Regions from separate parts of the Mus musculus genome. Here region 1 is linked to region 2. A link is a contact called in public HiChIP or PLAC-seq data. All regions are on one chromosome and are shown on one strand. The core of a region is the stretch at or near the end of the contact, and the rest is flanking DNA. Distances in the headings are between cores, read along the strand shown.

Region 1 (6,227 bases), core at 1,952-4,451, 120 kb before region 2:
GCCTCTCTGTGGCTTTTATGTAAAATACTAATGTCCTTATTTTGTTCTTGAAAAGATAAAACAAGTACAATTATAGAACATTCAATTATGTAAACAAATAAAGAGAAAAAAATCATCCCAATTTTGCCACTAAATGATAACAAGGGCTTATATTTTTATTATATATTCTTAATGCTTTTATAATAATATATACATGCTATGAATATTCAAATATATCTTACAAACGTGATCAAGATGTGCATATTACATTTGAAGCGAGTTCTTGCTTATTTAAATAGATTACATTATGAAAGAAAATTTTATCCCAGGAAATTTTTGTTGGATATAGTGTAATAATATTTTGATAAACAATCCATCTCACTACCAGAAGCTTTTGCAATATTTATTAAAGCAATTCAGACAATGAAGTAAAGACTAATAAGAACATTAAATGTTATTTATAACTTCTAAAGTAATAGCCATTCTAGGATGCCTAATATTACATAATTATATATAACCTAATATTACATAAATTTGTTTCCTAATATCAGTGTCAAAAGGAATGTGTGCATGAAGTATGACCTTTTTGCTTGTTTTTCTTTTGTTTTGAGACTGTGAGTTTTATTATAGATCTGCAATCAGCAATAAGAATAGAATAACTTTTCAGATAATAAGAGACTTTACACTACCTGTACAAGCTCGGCTGAGAGAGCTATTAAGAACCTTAAAACACATGCCGTTCATCTACCCCTCTAGGGTCTTCTAAGTTCTATTCTTGGATTGGGTAAAGTCTTCCGGTTATATCTTGACACTCACTGATGAGGATCTCTGTAAGAGACAGTTTAAATTACTCATGTGTTTATTATACAAATGCTATTTAGATTGATGTCTACCATACCGCAAACATTTGCTGTCCTTGGCATTAAAACTTTTCAAAATAGATTTTACTGGCAGGAAAAATGTGTTGCTGAGAAACTTACATGTTTCTTTCTTCATCATAAAAACAGAAATTGTACTGATTGTGACTCTGAAGTTCTTCCTCCCAGGGCAGAAAGCTCAGAGTCAAGGCTGACGCTAAATCAGAGAAATTCTGTTTGTCTTGATATTTGAATGCTTACTCTTTCCTAGGACTGGTTTCTGTTTCTATTTTACTACCATCATCCTTGTGTTTGTATCCAGAAAGACATTTTTTTTTCTCAATTTTTTTTTAATGTTTGAAAATGAAAGCAAACATCTATTTTGTTGAATGACTTAATGTAGAAAGGAGACATGATGCCGGTGACAGGTGTGAGGAGCACTGGAGTCCACCGTGAAACAGGTGCAGTGTGGTCAGCTGGGTAGTGGGTAGCAGTATGGAATTTACAAAGACACAGACTCAACCCCTAACTTGCTCCCTGGCCGTGGGATCTCTCAGACTCTGGGCTGTGCCAGAGGCCAAGATAAGGAAGGCTTCACTTTCTGGACTAGACCTTCGTGAAGGACCACCACGGTCCTGTGATGTGGATGAGGACTATGTGTGGGTCAGTGGTCCTGATGGGGCCAGGGACCAGGGGCCAGGGGCCAGGTGGTGGCCTGTCTCACATCTAATGCTCTGTGGCTATCTGGTCTGTGCCATGCCCTGGGGCCGTGCTTGGTGTGTGCTACCCACCTGAAGCTGTGGTGCTGTCTGGGGCCAAGTCTGGCTCCAGGGACCTGCTGCAGACTGAAGCCATGTTGATATACACCGTCTAGGCTGCCTCCAAGAACTTTGCCTAGGGCCATGGTCCTACTGTACCAGGGCCCGTATTCATGGTCGGTGCTGTTGCCAGAAACCATGGGGAAAAGTCCTTAGTCCAAGCTCCAGGTGACTATAAAGAGCAGGAAAGCTACTTTGTGATGTCGATAACTGCTGATGCCCAACTGAGAAAGAGGGACTTGGAAGGCTTCTGTAATAATCCCTCCCGATGTCTCGATGTAGCAGCCTAATTAGGAACCATCGAAAGAGAACTCTTAAAAATTCACAACTGATGGCTTCTGGAGGAGGGCACAGATGAGAAACTCAATTTTCTTTAGGGGGCAGGCCACTGGGAGTTTAACTATGCTCCAGTTAGTATATGAGCCATACAAATTGGACTTGTTGTTGTTGGAGGAGGAGAAAAGGAGGAAGAGGGCATGGAAGGACTGGGAAGTGAGAGCAATCAGGGTGTACAAAGTGAAATTCTTAAGGAATCAATAAAAACACTATTTTGAAAACAATTATTGACTCCCAACAGAAATGCATTTCCTCTGTCACATTGCTCTAAACGTTTCTAAGGCTTTGCTCTCAGTTAGTCTTCATAGTTTATAAATTCTTCGGTCATCTGCTGGACTAAGCTTTGAGTAGCCTGCTCTAGGATAATCTGCCTTGATAAACCCCTCTGCTCCTTCCAGCTCACATTCGCAGCTTCTGCTAAGTGCCTGCTTTTGAGTCAGTCACCCTATTACTTTACGCTGTGGACTCCTTCGGGGGCATGTGTGGGAGTCTTTTTAGTCTTTCAGTGCCCAGCACCTACCACAATGCCAGGTAAGGATTTATGTTGTATTAAGTTTTAGGAGGGAAGGATGGTGAAGAGTTTCCTTCCTTTTGTGCTTTTCAGGGTTGGTTAGTTAAACACACACACACACACACACACACACACACACACACATCAGAAATGAGAAAAATGTAAGCATTGTTTTAACAACTGATACTGTAGAACAAGTTGATACCTACCTCCTGTGGCCAGTGACAGAGGTCAGTTTGTGTGAGCAAAAGAAACGAGGCTTGGCAGCTCCTGCTCTCACGGAGCAGGGCACAGGCTCCTCCTCTTCCCACTGTCTTTCGACTGGTAAGATCGTCAAGAGTTTAAAATGACTAATTTTAAGAGACGGGCAAAGTAATTTTGTATAAATGTTCTGTTGAAAATTAAGGCTAGAAAGTGCTGTCTTTCCTACAGCTGTTCCTTTCTAAGGCCTGGTGTTCCTGGAATGTTCAATGGTCACCTCGATGGCATGATTCAGACACTGCAGTAACTGAATATGATCATTTAGAGCATAAGGCACGGGCCCTGACTTTTCTGTTCTGACAGTGGTGCTGTTTGCACAGTTGGTTAATCACAGCTCGAAAGTGACTTATCGGTGATGTGTAATATGACTAAGTGAGCGGCTAAGCAGTTTCATTGTGATCCTGCAGTCACTGGAATTCCTGTCACCTTTCCAACAGTTAAGTCATTTTGCATAACAGCAGGGTGACATCACTGAGTTGCCAGATTATTGGCTGAAGACAAGAGGGAGGGTGGGGGTGAGAATGCTTCCTGGGCTGTAAAGCTTTCCCAGACCTAAATGAGTGGCTTATGCTGTTTCTGCAGTACACTCTGGAGCTTCGGAGTGTCCTACTGCCCAGGCTGAAGCCCAGGAGGGGAGTGAGCAATGTGTCTAACTGTAAAAGTCTCTTCCCTCCACAGGGCTGGCCCTTAAGATGAAGGGCCAGAGAAAGGAGACAATGACAATGTTGTTGTCTCTCTCTGGAAGGACTGATTTATAAGACGCAGTTCACTGTCTGCTTTACACGTCCACACTGAAGAAACAGTCAGCTGGGGCCCAGTTGCAAACCGCTTATGGCTGAAAGCCTGACTTATTTCCAGGGGAAATGGTAGTCTAGATTAGTCATCAGAGAACACTCAAACTTCCAATTTATTTAACTGCTTAAAATCTCATGCTCTAAAACTACTGATAGAAATGCCCCCTAAACTAGAGATAGGAGGGCAACTTATGATGATAATGTCCAATAATCATTATTTACTGTGTGCCAGTGTTGTAAGGAATGAGCATATACCAGTGGGTTTAGTCCAACAAAACAGCCACTACTGATGTCTCTAAGCTACTGAGAAGGGAATGGAGATGCTAAGATCTCACAATCAAGGAAGACTGAGGGCAGAGAGCTCAGTAGCAGCTCACCAGTCTTAGCTGTTGCCTCCCGTTGCCTTATTGTGATAACGACAATTCCACTTACTGCTCCTCCGTCCACTGAATGCTTGTAATGTAACCAGCTCTGAACAAGAGCCATGCCATCCCTTCATTAACCCTGCCCGTGAAATGATCCTTATCATCCCTGTATGGGAGATCGGGAACCTGGGATGGGAAAGTTCTGCCACACAGAGGCAGATGTCGAGGTGTGGTGCCATCCCTGCCTGGCTCTACATTCCATGCATTTAACACAGTGCTGTACTGTTTCAATAGCTGCTGTTTGTTGAGCAACAACTAACGTGTGAACCAGATCGTAGGTATTACTGGCTAGGTTTATAGGTTTATAGGGGCAGAAAACTAAAGTTGTAAGGGGTCAGGCAGTTTGTCAACTTCTGAGTGGCAAAGTCATACCCTCCCTCCTCTTCACCTCCCTCGGATCTAGAGCTGTACTGCAGGTCTCATGCCACAGGACAATAGGGAAGTCGAGGGAAGGGATGGTTTCTCAAGGGACTCTGAGATAGTCTGAAGATCTCTCAAGGAGTGGAGGCTGGTAAGAAATGGCCTAGAAACCACCTAGGGTGGTGCTCTGACTAAGAATGTAAATCTAGATGCCCCGAAGCTCCTTCTCTATTTGATGAGTCTGTGATCTGCTGGGTATGGGCAGACACCTCTCTCACTTCAATTCTTTTTCTTTTCTTACTGGACTCAGCATTTTGAAACAGCACTGCCTCATTCTTCATTTAGCCCAGAGCTTAGAGTCCCCTCAGTTCTCTTGCCTTGTAAGGGTTTTCTCCCTGCCCCTAGCGCAGCTCTTGCTCCGTAGCACATATTCAGTTCTCTGGAATGCAGCCACACATAAGCATGACACATATTTTCAGGAGGCTCTAGAAATGCATCTGGTAAGTGGATTTAATTTTGTTAAAGGGGAAAACATATAGGCACTAGGCTATGTAACCTACTAGTTTCATGGAAGGCACCCCTGCCTTTAAAATGCAACAGTTTACAAACACTGAAACCAATAATAAGCACAAGGCAAGCACACGAAGAAACCAACAGGTTGAATACTTCAGAAACATTTCAGAGTTTTCAAAAAGCAAGAGCCTGGGGTAAGTTGAAACTCTTACTCTATTAAACAAAAATTAAACACTACCCTTTAATAATTTAAAGAACATTTATTTTGGAGAAGAAGAGAGTGAAAGTTATGTATGACATATCTTAGTCAATACCATACAGTGAAAAGACTGTAAGATATGGCTGTTCAAACAGGGAAGCAAGTCCTCTATAGGGAACCTTCTGGAAGGAGGAAAGACTTGGCTAGAACTAGAAAGACTGGTGGAATTTTAAGGGTTGACATAGAGGTTAGAGAAAGGACAGTCCACACAGGGAACTAGCATGTGATTAAGAGATAAGACCATGTAGTCATGAATCTTGCTCCAGGGAACACAGTTCTTATGAAATATGAGACTCTTCTATAAAAATCCACAGGGATAATCAAGGATTTGTATTACTTTTAATATGAGAGAATAGAATGTAGAGGAAAAGTATAAGTCTCAGAATTAAAAAGGGGGACGTCACAATTACTGCTCTACTACCAGCCGGCATGCGTGGGTTCATGAATGGCCCTTTAACAGAGGTACACTCACCCATGTGGATCAACCAATGGCTCTGGATGCAAAGCTAAAGCTCATCTGAAGCTCACTGTCCCAACTCAGTGGGCAGGAAGCCACGGATGTCATCTGGTCTTCCCAACTCTAAGTTTATATTCCTGAATGAAGAAAAGATTCAAAGTGGACGAGTTTACTCACACTGTTTGTGATCCTAATCAGTGTCTAGAGAGATTTTTATAGCCAAGACCTCCTTAAGATAAATGAGTCCTCTTTGTTTTTTTGATCATTAAGTGCTTTGGGATGTGGTCTGAAGAAGTTCACTTCATTTATTCAGACATTGAGGGAGTTCCTAGGGTGTGGTAGTCTGTCTTCAACTTAGACCCGGATGATCTGTGTTTCCTGCTGTGCCTGTCCTGTGTACTAACCAAATATGGTAAACATAACTGCATGTCATTTCATAGATATGTTTTAACTGACGCTGGGGCTCATTTTGGAAGAAGAACCAAGGTCTGCTAACAGTTGGAGTGGAAGGGAAGGTTTCGATCAACAGTTATATGAGTTAGATGTCTTGGAAGGAGAAGCAACAGCCCCAAACATGCCTCTTTGTGACTGTAGTCCTGGTTCTTCCCTCCACTGACCTTTGTCAGGACTGCTGACTAACTCTAGGTCCTTCTGCAC
Region 2 (5,847 bases), core at 2,967-5,466:
TTTAGTTGATTCTGGATGAAGTCAACTTGAAACCAAGGTCAGCCATCATGAAGGATGTTTGAAAAAGCTATATCTCACTACTCTATAAGCCAGCTAAAATATATGTTAGAGGTGGTGAGATAGCTCAACACCAAAGATACCTACTGCCAACCCTGATGACCAGAGTTCAATCCCCAGGACCTGCTTGATGGTGCAGTTTTTCTTCTTACCTCCACTTGCGTGTGCTGTCACATGCTCAAAACACACACATACACACAGACACAGACACAGACACAGACACACACACACACACACACACACACACACACACACACACACACACATGCACACGAGTTGGAGAATGGGGAGGAGCACTGTGAAATAGTGTCTTCTGTGTTTGACATGGTCATTGCTCTCGTGAACTCACAACAGCTGTGCTTGCCTGAATAAGACCTGCACAGATCAAGCCAGCCACAATTCCAGATGGGGAGGAGCTCTTCAGACCCCATTCCACACTGAGGAGTTACTGTCAGATGATAGCTACTGGGAGAAGAGGGGTGATATTTCTTTATCCTCCTCTTTGTCATCGTGTTCTTCCTCATCATCTTCCTCTCCTTTTCCTTTTCCTCCTCTTCCTCCTTTTCTTCTACTTCCTCATTGTCATCTTTTTCTTTGGCTGAGGGCATGGCTATAGAAAGGCTGCCCAAGCTCCAGTGGATAGCCTCCATCCTTTCACATACAGGCAGCACTATATTGAACTCAGTGTGCTGTTTAAAGAAAGAAAAAAGAAGAGGGAATTAGTTGGGAGATGAGCATATTAAATGGTTTTGGGGGAAATGGGAGTGGATACGTATATAATGCCTGAAACTCCCAGAGAATATATATAAAAAAAAAAATACTGCACATTTTTTTTTAAATGACTGCTGGGAGTGTAGCTCAGTGGTACTTCACTTGCTTAATATTTACAAGGTTCTGGGTTCAATCCCTAGCACTGAAAACATTCTTGGGTTTTATGGGTCTTTAGTCCTTCATACAAAGTGCATTATTTTTTTGTTCTAACTTGTCCTTTCTCTCCTCCTTCTTCCCTCCCTCTTCCCCTCCTGCCCTCTCGCCTTCCTTTCATGATGCTTCTGGTAAAACCCAGATTTACATTAAGTGGTTAAGCTAGAACTTATAAGTTTCATGACGTCATCAAAGTTGTTGTATTATTTTGGCCCCAAAAACATGTGAAAAAAGGAACTAAACTAAGATTCCTCACAGTGCTAGATCTTGATGTGATCAGAAACCAGGGCTCTGCTAGGAAAGGAAAAAGAAGCCATCTTACTTGATGTGGGAGAACGGCCATTGCTCTGTGTTTTTCACAGTTTGTGTGTGTGTGTGTGTGTGTGTTTGTTTTATTTTTTTAAACCATCTGGTACAGACTCAGAAGTAGATTCAAAGCAACGCTTACCTAGCAACTTTTTAACTAGAAACCAAGGAGGCCATAGAAGAAAGTTAGGGATCCACAAATATACATTTGATTGGATTAATTTTGTTATTTTAAAAATTAAGGCTGGGCCCATGCCTGCAATCTCATCACTTGGAAATCTGAGACAGGAGGATTGCCATGAGTTTGAGACCAAATTGGGTCTAAATATGTCACCTCACATTGACAAAAATAAAACTCTAAACAAAAAACACTCACCTAGTGAGAATAGTTTGCTTCTCAAATGTGTGATAGATTATAGTTCAGCAATACAATGGCAGCCACAGTCTGATATTGTGTGAGGAAATGGTTCACCTTTCAACTTCTAAATATGCATGCCCCTTCCCTCTGTGTGTGTACAGGGGAGCCATCAGAGACCTTATTTTATGGAAATGTTCCGTTATTAAAAAAATAGATTAAAATTCACTCATCTATCACTTCCTGTGGAAAAGCTGGGAAACATTCATAGTAAATGTTCAACCAATATTTGCTCTTATTTCAGGCAGGCAGAGAATATGAGGCTGGAGATAGAGAACTAGGTTGACTCTACTGTCCGACATATCCGGATGTTTACCAGTGAAGCTGAGTTCCATCCTGTCTCGGACACCTACAGTCTTGTTCTCGTGTGCTGTTGCAGGTGCCTCCAGAGCTCCTTTGAATTCCAGGTCAAGCACTGCTCCCCACTCTGTTCTTGGGCACTATACAACAACTTAATGTGTACTGAGATAGCTCTTTCTCAGACACTGGGGCCATTTAAATGGTCTATTCTGAAGCTTTTCTGAGAGTACTCTTCCTCTGTCCTTTCATGAGTGACCTGGCATCTTATTCTCCCTTCGGTTGACAGGGCCTGTCCCTCGTGGTAATGGGTCGGTCCTTTCTACGAAGTTGAGTGCTTCCAACTTAGAGCTGGGATAAGCGAGTGAGGAATCCAGACAAAAACCAAAGACTCAAGTTCTCCTAAAACAAAACACAAAACAAACAATACCAAAAACCTAAAACAACAACAACAATAAAAAAATAGTACTTAAAAAATATATGACAAATAAAGCAACTCAACAAATTTTCAAATAAATACATTTTTAAAAATGTATTTTTTCCACAGCTTTCCTATTTTCTACCAATATATTATAGAACCTTTGCAAAGAACACTGGGTGATCAAGGGAAAGGCCAATAGCTCTATCTATAGGTAGCTTACAAATCTGGGCTCCCTGTTGGTGGCTACTAGGAGTGCCTTGTCTGTAATCCATCACTTCTAACTCACCTGGGAGGTGGTCAGCAATTGAGCCATTTTTTTTTAAGGTGTCTGGTTCAGGTTCCCTCCCTTTAGTGGGTTTTCCTCCCAGCACCATTTTCTGACCTAAAGATACAACCCTGTACAGACAAAACCAAGCATGCTCACAAGCAAACCCAAACTATTTCAATAGTAGACTAAGTGGTATTAATGTCGGGAAGTCCACTGTTTCAGGTTCCTTCCTCCCTAGTTCTTCCTTTCCTGACTAGCTCTGTCATTGTTTTCAAAGTTTGTCTCAGACAGCCATCGGAAGATTTTTCCAATTTTTGTTCTCTGAATTTTGACATTCATCTTGTGACTCCAATCTGTTGACTGGAATGGGGGCACAGAGTGAATCACCCCCACTGGGCTGTGAGCAACTTGGATAGAGGGCACAAACACGGCTCTGTTAGTCTACTCAAGACATCTTATTGCTAGCCAGAGATCAGTGAACGTTTGTTGAAATCAGGTGGTTCTTGCTGCAGAGAGTGTTGGACAGTTAGCATGATACTTCTGGCTGTATTTTCCCCATAGTTTTAGCCATAAACATTTTAGATTTTAAGCACCTAAAACCCGTGAGTCCTTTCCACCTTGTCTCCAAGATCTAGCACATCTGGATGCATCTGTTTTCTGACTTTGGGTGCTGCTTCTGTTCTAAGTAGGTGCCAATGACTCCTGAAGCACCTGGCTGTTGCACATGTCCCAGTGTCCTTGTAGAAGCCTGTGCAAAAGCTCCCCCTGCAAAACCCCTGAGGTTTTGCTGCCTAGGGTTGCAGCTGCAAAGAGATACTTCAGACAAGCGTAGCTGCTGAGGCTCCTGCGGGGAAGAGCCCTGCTCATGCTACTAAATAGAAGGATGTGTACAAACTTGCTTTTGGTTTGTTTGGATAGGTTTTTTTTTTTTTAAAGACTTGACCCTTTCCCTACATTTTTCCTATGAAGCATGTGACTGATAATAAAAAATTACTGAATTGAGAGAGAGAGAGAGAGAGAGAGAGAGAGAGAGAGAGAGAGAGAGAGATTTGTGTTCTTGGCATTATTATTATTTAATCATTCCACACAGATTACTCCATTTTGATGTTCAGGATTCTATTTAGGAGCCTCTGAATGTCTCTTTGGTTTGCTAGGATTGTTAACACAGGTGGTAAGGATGAAGATATTTGTTTATGGAACGAGTAACTGTATGGATGGTACTTTTACAAAAGAAAACATTTATTTTTCAAAGTCAGAGAAGGTTTTCTACATTTTCCAGTCATTGGAATGGCAGATTGTGGTAAGTTATAGAAATATTTTTTTCTCTCTGTGGCTTGGAGTCTCTTTTTAGTAAACTTTCTCAACATAACAAGTTTTAACACTCAGTCAGGACCACAAAGAATGATTTATAAAAGAATCAGCTCCATTCAGGACATTTAAGAATAATTTAAAAAAAAAATGAAAAGATTCCTAAGTTCTCCCCAACAGGTTTAGATTCCAGCCTTGCATTCATGAAAAAACATTGAAAGATGTGACTCATACATTGTTGATAGTTAATAGAGACACCACCATGTAGTAAATCCGTGTCTAGGATTTAGAAAAAGGGAAGAGATAATTTTGGGAGAGATGCGCAGAAAATGGAGCAGTTGGTAGGAACACAGATTGATTCAGCCACAGTGGAAAATGGTGTAAAGGTTCCTAAACAAATTAAAAATAGAGCCACTGTATGCCCAGCAATCGCTCTTCTGGGCATACACCCAAAGGAAATGAAATCACCACCTCGGGAAGATAGCTGTACGCCCACGTTTACTGAAGCATCATTCACAATGTCCATGAGACGGAAACAACCTAAGTGTCTATCAGCAGAGGAGATGGAGAAACATAGCACGTATACACACAGTAGAATATTGTCCAGCCTCAGTAAGAAGATCTGTGATTTCTGAGAACACAGATGAGCCCAGGGAGCAAAGTCAAGCCAGCCAGACATAGGAAGGAAAAACATTGACTGGGAACATATATGTAGCATCTGAAATAAAATCAGGCACCTCAGGAAAATGGATAGTCAGCGTATCAGGATAAAAGAATCAAGAAGGATAACACAGTTGTGGTTCTGCAAGATGAAGGAGAATGAAGAACTAATGCTCACTACGAGGACTGGAGGAATGCTGCACACTTGAGATTTGCTAAAAAAGGTACATTTTAGGTACCTTTTAAAACAAGTTTTACATTAATTAAATAATTAATTGTGTGTGTTTATATAGGTCAAAAGATAACTTTTTGGGAATTAGTCTCTTCTTCCACCATGTGGATTCTTGAGGATCAAACTTAGGTTGTCAGGCTTAGCTGCAGGTTATTCAGTTGTAGATCTATTCACAGGCTCAGGCTCAGGCTCAGGATTAGGCACAGGCACAGGCACAGGCACAGGCACAGGCACAGGCACAGGCACAGGCACAGGCACAGGCACAGGCACAGGCACAGGAACAGGCACAGGCACAGACAGGCACAGGCACAGGCACAGGCACAGGCACAGGCACAGGCACAGGCACAGGCACAGGCACAGGCACAGGCACAGGCACAGGCACAGGCACAGGCACAGACAGGCACAGGCTCAGGCTCAGGCACAGGCACAGGCACAGGCACAGGCACAGGCACAGGCACAGGCACAGGCACAGGCACAGGCACAGACAGGCACAGGCACAGGCACAGGAACAGGCACAGGCACAGACAGGCACAGGCACAGGCACAGGCACAGGCACAGGCACAGGCACAGGCACAGGCACAGGCACAGGCACAGGCACAGGCACAGACACAGACAGACACAGGCACAGGCACAGGCACAGACACAGACACAGACAGGCACAGACACAGGCACAGGCACAGACACAGACAGACACAGGCACAGACAGGCACAGACACAGGCACAGGCACAGGCACAGGGCTCAGGCACAGACACAGACACAGACAGACACAGGCACAGATAGGCACAGGCACAGGCACAGGCACAGGCACAGGCACAGGCACAGGCACAGGCACAGGCACAGGCACAGGCACAGGCACAGGGCTCAGGCACAGACACAGACACAGACACAGACAAACACAGGCACAGGCACAGGCACAGACACAGACACAGGCACAGACACAGACAGGCACAGGCACAGG

The links. HiChIP or PLAC-seq counts read pairs in DNA pulled down with a chosen protein or histone mark.
Region 1: a contact with region 2 is called in a CTCF HiChIP or PLAC-seq map of the NIH/3T3 cell line, with 11 read pairs. The contact joins two enhancer-like sites. A contact is called at or near these places in 1 of 15 datasets of contacts at CTCF or cohesin (the NIH/3T3 cell line), 7 of 484 Hi-C or Micro-C datasets (cortical neurons, embryonic fibroblasts, muscle stem cells and 3 more) and 1 of 115 datasets of contacts at active chromatin or transcription factors (stem cell-derived neural progenitor cells).

Annotation. Positions count from the first base shown.
Region 1 is chr3:58,369,560-58,375,786 of GRCm38.p6, reverse strand. No RefSeq gene overlaps it. Among named protein-coding and RNA genes, the nearest start is that of Tsc22d2, 42 kb to the left of the region's middle. Within about 2 kb of position 3,201, at least 227 of the 459 cell types and tissues checked have an H3K27ac peak or open chromatin away from gene starts, as enhancers often do. A contact at or near this core is called in the NIH/3T3 cell line and embryonic fibroblasts, where this site is marked.
Region 2 is chr3:58,252,755-58,258,601 of GRCm38.p6, reverse strand. No RefSeq gene overlaps it. Among named protein-coding and RNA genes, the nearest start is that of Gm26166, 35 kb to the left of the region's middle. Within about 2 kb of position 4,216, at least 50 of the 459 cell types and tissues checked have an H3K27ac peak or open chromatin away from gene starts, as enhancers often do. A contact at or near this core is called in the NIH/3T3 cell line and embryonic fibroblasts, where this site is marked.